Regions from separate parts of the Mus musculus genome. Here region 1 is linked to region 2. Evidence: chromatin contacts called from public Hi-C data. All regions are on one chromosome and are shown on one strand. Each heading gives the region's core, a stretch centred on a gene start, on an enhancer-like site or on the middle of the called end of the contact. The rest is flanking DNA. Distances are from core to core; before and after follow the strand shown.

Region 1 (6,469 bases), core at 1,065-3,564, 430 kb before region 2:
TTCATGTGTGCTTGTTATGCGGAAATGAATCCAGCCTATAGCAAGTATTTCCTGGGTGTTAATGCTTCTCCAAGCAAGCTTCTTAGGAGAATGTACTAGAGAGTAGCTGTCAAGGTTCTTCTTACCTTCATTCCAACTGTTGTGCAGTTAGGACTTCTTGTGGGACTCCTAAAGTAAGAGTAGGGGCTGTCTCTGACTACATCGCCTGCCTTTGGATCCCTTTCCCTTAACGGAGCTGCCTTGCCTATGCACAAGAGGAGAAGATCCACCTAATCTTACTGCAACTTGATATGCCAAGGCTGGTTGATGTACATGGGAGGCCTGCCCTTTTCTAAGGAGAAAAGGTGAGGGAGAAGGGCAAGGGAAAGGGAGGGGCTGGGAGGAAAGGACAGAGGGCAAGAAGATACAATTGGGATGTAAGGTACATTTAAAAATATGAGAAAAAAAAGATAATCAACCCATATTTATTCACTAGTATAAGCAATACTTTTGTTTGCACGGCCTGATGATTATCTTTTAAATATGATCAAAATAATTTAAGTAAGAATCCTGATATGCGGGACTAATATCCAACATATATAAAGAACTCAAGAAGGTGGACTTCAGAAAATCAAATAACCCCATTAAAAAATGGGGCTCAGAACTGAACAAAGAATTCTCACCTGAGGAATACCGAATGGCAGAGAAGCACCTGAAAAAATGTTCAACATCCTTAATCATCAGGGAAATGCAAATCAAAACAACCCTGAGATTCTACCTCACACCAGTCAGAATGGCTAAGATCAAAAATTCAGGTGACAGCAGATGCTGGCAAGGATGTGGAGAAAAAGGAACAGTCCTCCATTGTTGGTGGGATTGCAGGCTTGTACAACCACTCTGGAAATCAGTCTGGCAGTTCCTCAGAAAATTGGACATAGTACTACCGGAGGATCCAGCAATACCTCTCTTGGGCATTTATCCAGAAGATGCCCCAACTGGTAAGAAGGACACATGCTCCACTATGTTCATAGCAGTCTTATTTATAATAGCCAGAAGCTGGAAAGAACCCAGATGCCCCTCAACAGAGGAATGGATACAGAAAATGTGGTACATCTACACAATGGAGTACTACTCAGCTATTAAAAAGAATGAATTTATGAAATTCCTAGCCAAATGGATGGACCTGGAGGGCATCATTCTGAGTGAGGTAACACATTCACAAAGAAACTCACACAATATGTACTCACTGATAAGTGGATATTAGCCCAAAACCTAGGATACCCAAGATATAAGATATAATTTGCTAAACACATGAAACTCAAGAAGAATGAAGACTGAAGTGTGGACACTATGCCCCTCCTTAGAATTGGGAACAAAACACCCATGGAAGGAGTTACAGAGACAAAGTTTGGAGCTGAGACGAAAGGATGGACCATCTAGAGACTGCCATATCCATGGATCCACCCCATAATCAGCTTCCAAACACTGACACCATTGCATACACTAGCAAGATTTTATCGAAAGGACCCAGATGTAGCTGTCTCTTGTGAGACTATGCCGGGGCCTAGGAAACACAGAAGTGGATGCTCACAGTCAGCTGTTGGATGGATCACAGGGCTCCCAATGGAGGAGCTAGAGAAAGTAGCCAAGGAGCTAAAGGGATCTGCAACCCTATAGGTGGAACAACATTATGAACTAACCAGTACCCCGGAGCTCTTGACTCTAGCTGCATATGTATCAAAAGATGGCCTAGTCGGCCATCACTGGAAAGAGAGGCCCATTGGACACGCAAACTGTATATGCCCCATTACAGGGGAACGCCAGGGCCAAAAAAAATGGGAATGGGTGGGTAGGGAAGTGGGGGGGGGGGTATGGGGGACTTTTGGGATAGCATTGGAAATGTAATTGAGGAAAATATGTAATAAAAAATATTTTTTAAAAAAAGAAACCTGATATGCAGTACTATTTATCCTATATTCTGTATAAAACAGTCACTATAATTTAAAAAAAAAAGAAACAACAACAACAACAACAACAAAAACCCCATGCACTACCTGAGTTATTTTCTTGTTCTACATAGCATGTCCTAGTTGGGTTTACAGCCCTAGAATTTTGGTGACTCACTAGGATGACTAAGGATGGGTGCCACATTCTATTCTTCACTGAATACAATGACTACAGATTTGAAAGCCCACAGGAAAATTAATGTAAAGCTCTATGAGATTTTTCTGTGTTAACATACGCTTTTCCTTCTTCAACCCTGTGGTCCAGTTTCAGGTTTTGAGTGTCCTCTAGTCAATAATTAACCACTCTCCAAAGAGAGAATGGCTGCTGCCTTTCCCCAGTTGTCTTGTTAACGCTTGTAGCTACAGCTTGCCAGTATTTCTGGCTATGTGTGGCCAGTCCAGAAACTTGGGAATGGTGTAAAAGATATTTTACTTCCTATCGTCCTCCTTAAATGCCCAGGATCCTAATCCATTTATAAAAAACAAACAAACAAACAAACAAACAAAAACCAGTATTTGAGTCTGCATTTTTCTTAAGTTCGTTACTGACAAATTACCAGAGATCATGGAAAAAGGCAATTCTACAAAGAAATCCAGACAGAAAAAGTGGTCACTTTCATAAATATTAGCTCTTGAACATCTGATGAAGACAGCCTTGGCTTCAGGAGAGTAAGGAAAATCAAGTGAGGGAAACCAAACTGTTACCAACTGTTAGTTGAAATAGCTCTGATGTGGGGCTTTAAAGCAGGAAGGCAAGACAAGAAAGAAAATGAAAGAACAAAATACTGCAGGCAGCACAGTAAGTAGAAAGGAGAGGAAGGAGTGTTGTCATGGTAACAAGATAAAACCCAGGCTCCTCCCCAAGAGAAAGATAAAAGCTGTTTTTGTCCACAGGTCTCTTCTAGCTTTGCTCTGGGTTTAGACTAATCATTTTCATGCCTGGGTGCACTTGTGTGTGCGTACACATATATTATGCACATTCAATTATTTTGGTCGAAAAACCAGTTTTACCCTCCGAAATTCCAATCCTTCTTCAATAATGCCATGATGTGTTTCAGTATTAAGAGAAAAATGGATGGAGATGAATATTATTAAAAGGCTAAATTTAATCTAAACCTAGAGGAATTTTGAATCTTACATCCCCATCATCTCAATGGTATTAGGAAATAAAGCGCTATTGGACAATTCCTCTTTATACACACTAATGAATGTGACAATTTTAAGAGACTAGAATACTAACAAAAGCACACAGGGGGAAAAAAAAACAAGATCAGAAATGCATACACCTGTAATCCCAGAATTCAAGGGGCTAAAGCTGGAAGATATTCAGTTCCAGACTAGCCTAGACCTATAAGAGCCTTTCCCAGAGCATGAAAACAGACAAAACCACAGAATATAAAAATATGCATATGTATATATGCATAGATGAAATCTAGGTATTTGCTTTGTATGCAGCATGGAAATATTAGTATCTAGCTTGAAACTGAAAGTAAAGAAAAAAGGAGCAAATAATTTCTTTTTGTGTATGATTGCTTTAAATGATACATGATCAAAATTATTTTAACAACTACATTCTTGTATTATGTATTAGAAAAGTAACATTATACCAAGCTGAAGAATGGTCACCCAAAAATGATTTGCTCATATCTTAGTGCCCAGAATCAATGAATATCACCAATTTTGGAAAAGGATCTTTGCATATAGAATTATGGATTTTTTTAAGACAGGGTCTCTCTGTAGCCCTGGCTATCCTGGAACTCACTCTGTGTACCAGGCTGGCCTTGATGTTACAGAGATCCACCTGCCTCTAACTCTGGAGTGCTGGGATTATTAAAGGTGTGTGCCACCACTAGACAGAATTATAGATCTTAAAGCAACCATTCTGGAATACCTAAATGGTGGGATTTAGTGGTCAGTATCTTTATAGAGACTACAAAATAAGATGATGTGAACACACAATCAGATAGCAGAGTGATAGGGCCACATGCCAAGGAATGCCTACACCTACCAGATGTGTGAAAAGAGAAGGAACTTATTCTCTAACATGTACATTTTGATAGTCCAGGACAGTGGAACAACATTCTTTGAGATGTCTGTTTCTAGGATTCTTCAAGAATAGATCTCTGTTATCTTATTAGCCATCTGGCCAGCTCACAACTACCTGAAACTACTTCAGCTCCAAGGGGATGAAATGCTTCTGGCCTCCAAGGGCACCTGCACTCAAATGCACATAGTCACATAAAGACACACATTTACATTCAATTAGAAAAGTAAATCTTAAAAAAGAAGTAGAAAAGCAAGAGAAATGTTAATTATATGTGACATAATAACAACTGAAGATAGTAAATGTGAAGTTTAGGAGATGGAAAGCATTGTTAATAAGATATGAGATATTTCCATGCTGCCACTGACAATACAAAACCAGGAGTGAGACTACATGAATGACTGATAGAAATAAATTAGTATTCCAGGAGTATGAGTGTACTAAGTATTTTTGGGCATTAGACTGTCAGGGAAAATTCTATAGAAGATATAGAATTGAAATCTGGGCTCCCAAATATGGTAAGGATTGGACAGACTTACTTAGTTACAGTCCTGGTAGACAAAAAGAAGTTTAAGAAAATATGCCATTGAAAGTATCTCTGAAATGTTTGTGTGTGTATGTGTGTATGTATGTATGCATACATACATACAAGATATCATTATGAAAATATTGTTCATTTGGGGATGTGGCAATTCTTACAGAGTTTTAGAGGATAGTGTGATTATTTGCAGGTGATACCCAGCTATTAAGGGGCAAAGTTTCTTGATGCAGCTTACTTTCAAAGTAAAATGTGGTGTGTGTGTGTGTGTGTGTGTGTGAGAGAGAGAGAGAGAGAGAGAGAGAGAGAGAGAGAGAGAGAGATAGGTAAAATGTTATCAGTCAAAGGACATATATGGGAAGGAACATGCATGACACAATAAGACACAAGTTTCAAACAAGAGATTCCACTTCAAGAAAACAACCAGAATTAGAAATAAAAGAATATGACAGCCAAGTGCTCCATTTATTAGGTATGACTACAGAAATCAAAAAAATAGACAGCAGTATGTATGTCCTAAGTTAGAAAGCTTTCTTTTAGTATTATTCTGTATTACTATGACCAAGCTCCAGTGATAATTTGCAACAACTAGCAAGTTTGTGATGTACTAATAGCTTCTAGATGGCAGCAAATACAAAGGTAAACAAGGTATTAAATTCAGTTTAACATCATTAAAACATTACAAGGAGTCTCATCCAAATGCATACGTAACTTAGATCCAATTATATGCCATAGACCAATCATTCACTGATTAAAAATAGGAGTCATTAGCTGGGCATTATGATATACACCTGTAATTCCAAAACTTGATAGGAAGAAGCAGGAAGTTTACCCTAAATTCAAGGCCAGGCTGGTCTACATACTGAGTACCAAGCCAACAAGAGTTATATACTGAGGATTGATCTCAAGAAAACAAAAAGGTACATATGTGCACATGTCTATAACACACACACACACATACACGGCATATATGACTCCTAAATTAAGGAACAAAAATCCGTCAATTATGGGCATGCTACTAAGGCCAAAAGAATCAGGTGAGTACAATATAAAAAAATTTGGATATTCAATATACATGCAATTTTGACAGATTTTTCAAGGTAATTCTGACAGTATCTGGGGCTTACTTATATGATGCCTTATAACTCAACCCTGAACAAACAGGCATCATACAATGCCTATAATCCCAGAACTCAAGAGTCTGGCAGGAGGTTTGCTATGAGTTTGAGGGTTTGCTATGAGCCCAAAGTTATACAGCAAGTTCCAGCCCAGCCTGGTCTATGGAATAGTAAGAGCCTATCTCAAAAACAAACACTTGTTCACATCATTTAAAACCAGTTTTCTTTTCTGTAAAACGTGAACAATGAGACTAGTGATAAGTTAATATTCTGTGACAATTTAGCAGGACTATAGTGTCAGGTGGCTGGTTAAACGTTTTTCTAGATGTTTTCAATTTTTTTTTTTGAGACAGGGTCTCACTATGGTGCTTGATATGTGGTCTAGGCTGGCCTTGAACTCATAGAGATCTGATTGCTGCTACCTCCTGACTGTTAAGGCGTGGGATACCACAACCAGCTTCTTTTTACCCCTCAATAAAGCAAGTACTTTACATCACTGTTGGAATTAGCCAGTCACATAAAGTGCAGAGGCTTCAATCAATAATTAAAGACCTTCATAAAACAAAGACTAAGCCTCACAGACATACCTGGGAAGATGAAATTCCAACTGAGAAATTCTCCCCACCAGACTGCCCTGTGAGCAGTTAGTGGGAGCATTTCTTAATGATTGATTTGGGAGGGGCCAGGTGAGGCCTGGGTTATAAGCAAAGCAAGGGAAAAGAAGCAAGTAGTGTTTTCTCAGTGGCCTCGGATTCCTGCCTTCAAATTCCTCCCTTGATCTTCT
Region 2 (5,924 bases), core at 854-3,353:
CAAAACTGAAGGAATAATCAAGATACTATCTGATAAACATATTGAGGCAATGCGTCACTAGCAATTCTTTTCTGCAAAAACTGCTAAAGGAGCTGGCTGGGGCAATACGGACTTGTAGATCCACTCAAGAGACTGATGCAAAAGGATTTTTTTAGTTTGTCTTAAGCAACAAGACATCATTTATTATAAACAAGTATGAGAGGGAGTCTTTTATGGGAAAATGAAACAACTAGACACATATTACAAATTTCAAATGGTTAAACGTTAATTAATAGTAAAAGGTCATGCCCAAACAAATATAAAAGACAGTACTCTGTTGTCAATGTTTTCTTCAAATTTAAGAGGCAATCATAGAAAACAATAATTGTGAAACTATACTGATGGCAATACAATATAAGAGGATGTAAATTGTACAGCTACGATGTATTTGGGGTGGGTTCTCCCTATTTCAATCAAGGAAATCAAAGGAACAATTCTTTAGGTGAGGATCCCTGCTCAAGTGAATCTAATTTGTAGCAACTTGACATTAAAACCAACCATGACAGCAGCTAATTGGTGCTGGTGGAGGGGAGTCATTAACTTTAGTGGTGTGAATTGTCCTGTGGCTGTGGATAACTTCACAGCCATACTCCTGTTGGCAAACCTGCTTAAACCCAGTGGGTAACCAGCAAAACCAACCAAAGTAAAACAATCAAAGAACCCTGCAACTGGGGAGGTGGGGGTGTGCTTGAAGGAGGGAGCCTAGGAGATGGAAGGGGGATAAGAGGGTGGAGCAGGTGAATGACATTTTCAAAGAGTAAATGAAAAAGAAAATAAAACAACAAAGAAAGAGAGAACTGGAATTAATATATCAAACTAATAAATTTTAAGATGAAAATAACTGGTAGAGAAAGGGAAGAAGCTTTTGTAATGATGAACATTTTTAGTTAACAGAAAGGTTACACACAGAGACAATTACACACACACACACACACACACACACACACACACACACACACACACACACCATGACAGTACCATAGTCCACAGAAACAAAGACTGTTGTAAATATATGGAGAAATGAGCAGCTGTACAAAATGAAATTAGTATGGAAAAAATGACATACACAATAGAAAAACTGTAAGAAAAAAATCAGTAAAACAGAAAAAAGTGTGTTATAGAACTTATGAGTTTAATATGGTTAATATGGTTAACAATTAAACATTTTAAATGTCTTGAAGATATACTGGATTTTATGGTGTGATTTGAATATATTCGACACTGGTGAAGAAAATTTGATCTATTCTACCAGTTGCTTGCTTATTTAACACATGAGAGAGAAATGAGAACTATCAGACACTTTATTTATTTTTTTAGAATTTCATACACTTGCGTTTTATATACATAATTTTCACCCTCCTTCCACCCCAAACACCTCAAATTCATGATCTCATCTTCTTTGATTATTGTTATTACATAGACATATAAATGCATTATAGAGCCTGCTGAGTCCATTGTGTTCTTCTCTTATGTATGTACGGCTTTGAAGGCTGAGCTGAGCACCTGGGACTATCACCTGTCAGGACCTTGTCCTCCTCTAAGAGCAGTTGTTAAATGTCTAGAGCTCTTCATCTCTGGGTGAGTCTATTAGCTACATGAAATTCTCACACCACATCACTTATCAAATTCATTTCCTGTTTTATTATATCTGTAAATGATTTTATGTTGTGGCATGCATGTGCACATACACATGATTAAAAAAAAATGAAACAAAAAAGCATCCTGCAAACACTAAAATCCAAAGTGATCAATTCATTATATAGTACCTACCATTTTAAAAAATCAAAATGAGATAATTCTGCTTCGTAAGGCAAGTAGAGACTGTCAAGAAAAAAATTAAAACTCATCTTCATGTATAACAATGACATTTTTAATTATGAGTCTGTAAGCTTCTTTGCTTGGATTTTGGCATCATGTGTTGTGATAATAGCAATATTGATGAGGTTTTCTGTTTTCAAAGGCTGGGAGTCCTGATTTATCTTCCCAGATGTTCCCAATAGCTGTGTCTGTGCTTTTCAGTGTTAAGTAAGTGCATGTCTGGGACCACAGTGTTCCATCACCATGGTTTCACTAGATTTAATAAGCTGTTGCTTAGCAAACCCACTCGTCATCCAGCTATTTTCTCTTTGCACTGTCTTCACGTTATGTCCCTGGTAAAATGTAGCTGAGCCTCTTGGTAATGGAAAATACCACTCTCCACGTAAAATGTAATCTTCACATTTGGGGCTGGGTTCTTTTTTCTTTTTTCCTCAAGTCAGAATGCCAAATATCAGAGGGCATTATAATCCAGTGGTAAAAATAGAATCTCTGGAACAAGCAGATATATTCACCTCTCGGGCTCTTTGACCTTTTGTCAATCACTAATCTCCCTATGTCTCATATTCCTCATTTGTAAAACATAATCATTACATTCATCTCAGAAGGACACCATGAGGAGTAATTTAGATAACATAACTAAAATGCACCTGACACTTCATATGGGCCCATCCATTGTTACTGACATCAAGAGAATAAGGAGATGGTGATAACAAATCTTCCTAATATACATCAACTTCTGTATCGAACTTAATTGATGATCCAGTGAGAATTTTAAATGCTGCATGAATGCAGAATTGAAATGCCTGCTTGCCACAGCTGGCAGAACTCTATGAAGCAATTATACATTTACAATCAGCACAGCATTTATAATGCATCTCAAGGGTCAGAGGCCATTTCTGTGAGTCTAACTGACCTAGGTATCTTGCCATATGTATTTTTTATTTTGTTACATTTCTACTAGTTGTTTATGCACATACATTATACTTACACAGGTATGTACACACATGTACATATGTCTACATATCTATATCTATAGTAACTGTGAGCATATATATTAATATAAATTTTCAGTTATCTGAGTACAGGTAATAAGATCCATGAGACTCAATGTATCCATCTTACCTAGCCACAACTAACTTGTTGGTTTATACTGTGCAGGCATCCATTAGGAAAAATGCACATGTATATACAATGTAAACTAGCAAGTTTTGCTAAGTGCTGTCTTTAGCACTAGAATACATAATGGCCCTTTAGATAATCTATTAATAGTCAGGGGGTCAGATTTACCCTTATAAATTGGCAGATAGAAGTAATTTATTTATAACTGTTCTACTGTGGTGGGGTGAAGTGGATGCTCATAACTAAATAGATCAGGTCCAGGAAAAATTTGAGGCTGCCTAGGAGAAGAATAAAGAAATAAAGACAAAGGGTGGTTGATTGGAGTCCGAGAAGAAAACCATGAAAGAAGCATGAGAAATGAGGGATTTTTCCAGCAAAACCCTGAACCTCTACTCCCTCATATCTTCATGGCTGCCTTGATAAAGACAAATTCTTTATGGAAAGCCTGAAAATTCTTGGATCCTTGTTCAGATTTGGTGCCTGGGGAGGAAATAAGAGTCTATGTGTCTAGATATCAAACACTAAGTTTATATTTAATCTACAAGAACAACCCTTGTGCAAGTGACAGAATGTGGCTCATGTGAAAAGAGAATCATGACCATTCCTACATTACCTAAGTAGCAATATTGTCTTCTAGGGATTTCTACTGTCCCCTCTCAATATCTGTTTCTCCCTTTTCATGGTCTCTCCTTTACTTTCATATCCTACACATGTATGTGCACACTCTCTCTCATATGAGAGAACACAGATGATATTTGCCTTTCTGATTTTGGCATATTTCATTTAACCTACTGACCTCCAGTTCCATGTACTTTCTGCAAATGTAATACCATTTTTCTTATGGCTTAATGAAACTCCATTCTAGATATGAACTATCTCACTCTGCTCAAGATGTCTATTTTGAAGAAAACAAATGACAACAGATGCTGGGGAGGATGTGGAAATAGGGAACTCTTAAACAGTTGCTGGGAAAGTAAACTGGTTCAGCCACTTTGAAAATCAATGCAGATCTCTCTCCCCTCTCCCCTCTCCCCTCTCCCCTCTCCCCTCTCCCCTCTCCCCTCTCCCCTCTCCCCTCTCCCCTCTCCCCTCTCCCTCTCCCCTCTCCCCTCTCCCCTCTCCCCTCTCCCCTCTCCCCTCTCCCCTCTCCCCTCTCCCCTCTCCCTCTCCCCTCTCCCCTCTCCCCTCTCCCCTCTCCCCTCTCCCCTCTCCCCTCTCCCCTCTCCCCTCTCCCCTCTCCCCTCTCCCCTCTCCCCTCTCCCTCCTTTGCCCAGGCTGGCCTAGAACTCACAATCAGCTTAAGTGTTAGCATTACAGCATTTAGTGGCTCCTTCCCTTTCCTTCTCTCCCCCTCTCTCTTCTGGTCTCCCTGCCTCTCCTCTGTTTGTGTATTTCTCCTGTATGGGGTGACTCAAAGTGAGTAATTGAAGCCTCTGCCATTAGTTGTGTGGGTTAACTACCCTGGAAGCATATCTCCAGCCCTAGTGATAATGCTTGTAGACAACTGATAGGTGATGGGTTACAATTGAAGTTTTAGCAAAAACCTCAAGAAGAGCTCTGTACCAAATCACTGGCAAAACACCTCTTACATTGTTGACTTGTCTATGAGTGAAATAATACATATTAATGTTATAAGCTGCTATGTTTGGAAATGAATTAGTTCTGCAATGATAGATAACTACAAAATGGGATAAAATAGAAACTAAAGAATGATGACATGCAGCTTAAATGAATGTGTAAAATTAAAAACCCATTGAAACATTATTGAGAAGGCAGAGGGGCAAGAACTAGCCAGCAGAAAAGCAAGTGCAATCTTCAGCAACCCAGAGCAAAATATGCATCTCTGTCCTTTATAGCAAGAGATAGTTTGAATTAAAACTGGGCTATTTTATCTCTTATCATCCATTCAAAAATTGTCACCCATTTGGACTAAAGTCTCAACTTTCCCCTGAAAATGTTAAGTAACAGTACAAGTCACATAAAGATGTATTGTCAGAAAAAAATGCTAGGAAAAAATGGAAATAAATTTTAACAGTGAAAATGGTGGCAAAACTAGGTGTACTAATATAGCTCTGTAGTTCTAGCATCTAGGGAGGCTCAGCTAGGAGGCTGGCTTAAACCTGGGAATAAGAGTGGGTACCACAGTGAGAACTCATCTCAAATAAATGGTGGCAAGTGATGTGAATACGTAACAGAAGGATTCCTCCAGTGATCACTCTTCAGTGTGTAGTGTATGGAAAGGACAAACATGCTAACAGATTTTGGAGATAATCATCTAAATTAATTTTCAAATAAAAACTTTCTTAAAATACTGACCAAGTAGAGAAGATGAATGAAATGAACTGGCTTTCCACCGAGAATTTCTCTTTACCAAGGCAGCCATGAAGATTTCAGGGAGTAGAGCATTAGTCTTCAGGGTTTTGCTGGAAAAATCCCTAAACGTGAAAACAAAGTTTAAAGTGCCAAATTCCAAAAATTATACAGGGGCTAAATAAGCCAACAGCATATTTTAAATGGCCTACAGTACTTAAAAAAAAAGATCTAAATTGAAAAAGAAAAAACAGTGATTCTGATAATAATTTTAAAGTATTAGAAATGGTGATTTAATTTCCTGTATGGTATCATGTTCCTTCTGAGCTTTCTACCTGTGAGACAGAACAAATGAAGGTTAGTACTTTAAAAAGGGTTTAGTAAAACAATAAGTTTGAGATCAGCCTTGACAGGCTAAGTTATATTATTTCTCCAGTTACATAGGAAAACATGCTCATCTGCCAATAAAGCTTAGCCACAATATTGAAAATGCATAGAGAATTACATTAACAAAAAAGAGCTTCCACCATGGACCAAGGAATTAAAAGCAGAAAACAAAAGAGAGATCTAAAAGAGAAAAGTTTGCTGGACCCATGTAACCTGAATCCCTTGCTGTTGGAGGTATTTAATAATTATGG

What was found. A called contact is a pair of places that touch in the nucleus more often than the background predicts.
Region 1: a Hi-C map of cortical neurons shows a contact between it and region 2, with 2.9 times the contacts expected there. The contact joins two enhancer-like sites. A contact is called at or near these places in 1 of 15 datasets of contacts at CTCF or cohesin (large pre-B cells), 19 of 484 Hi-C or Micro-C datasets (the AtT-20 cell line, cerebral cortex, cortical neurons and 9 more) and 2 of 115 datasets of contacts at active chromatin or transcription factors (embryonic forebrain and large pre-B cells).

The regions. Positions count from the first base shown.
Region 1 is chrX:153,371,681-153,378,149 of GRCm38.p6, reverse strand. The region is part of intron 4 of Klf8 (Kruppel-like factor 8); the gene reads right to left. Among named protein-coding and RNA genes, the nearest start is that of Klf8, 15 kb to the right of the region's middle. Within about 2 kb of position 2,314, at least 30 of the 459 cell types and tissues checked have an H3K27ac peak or open chromatin away from gene starts, as enhancers often do. A contact at or near this core is called in cortical neurons, where this site is marked.
Region 2 is chrX:152,942,575-152,948,498 of GRCm38.p6, reverse strand. No RefSeq gene overlaps it. Among named protein-coding and RNA genes, the nearest start is that of Usp51, 61 kb to the left of the region's middle. Within about 2 kb of position 2,103, at least 19 of the 459 cell types and tissues checked have an H3K27ac peak or open chromatin away from gene starts, as enhancers often do. A contact at or near this core is called in cortical neurons, where this site is marked.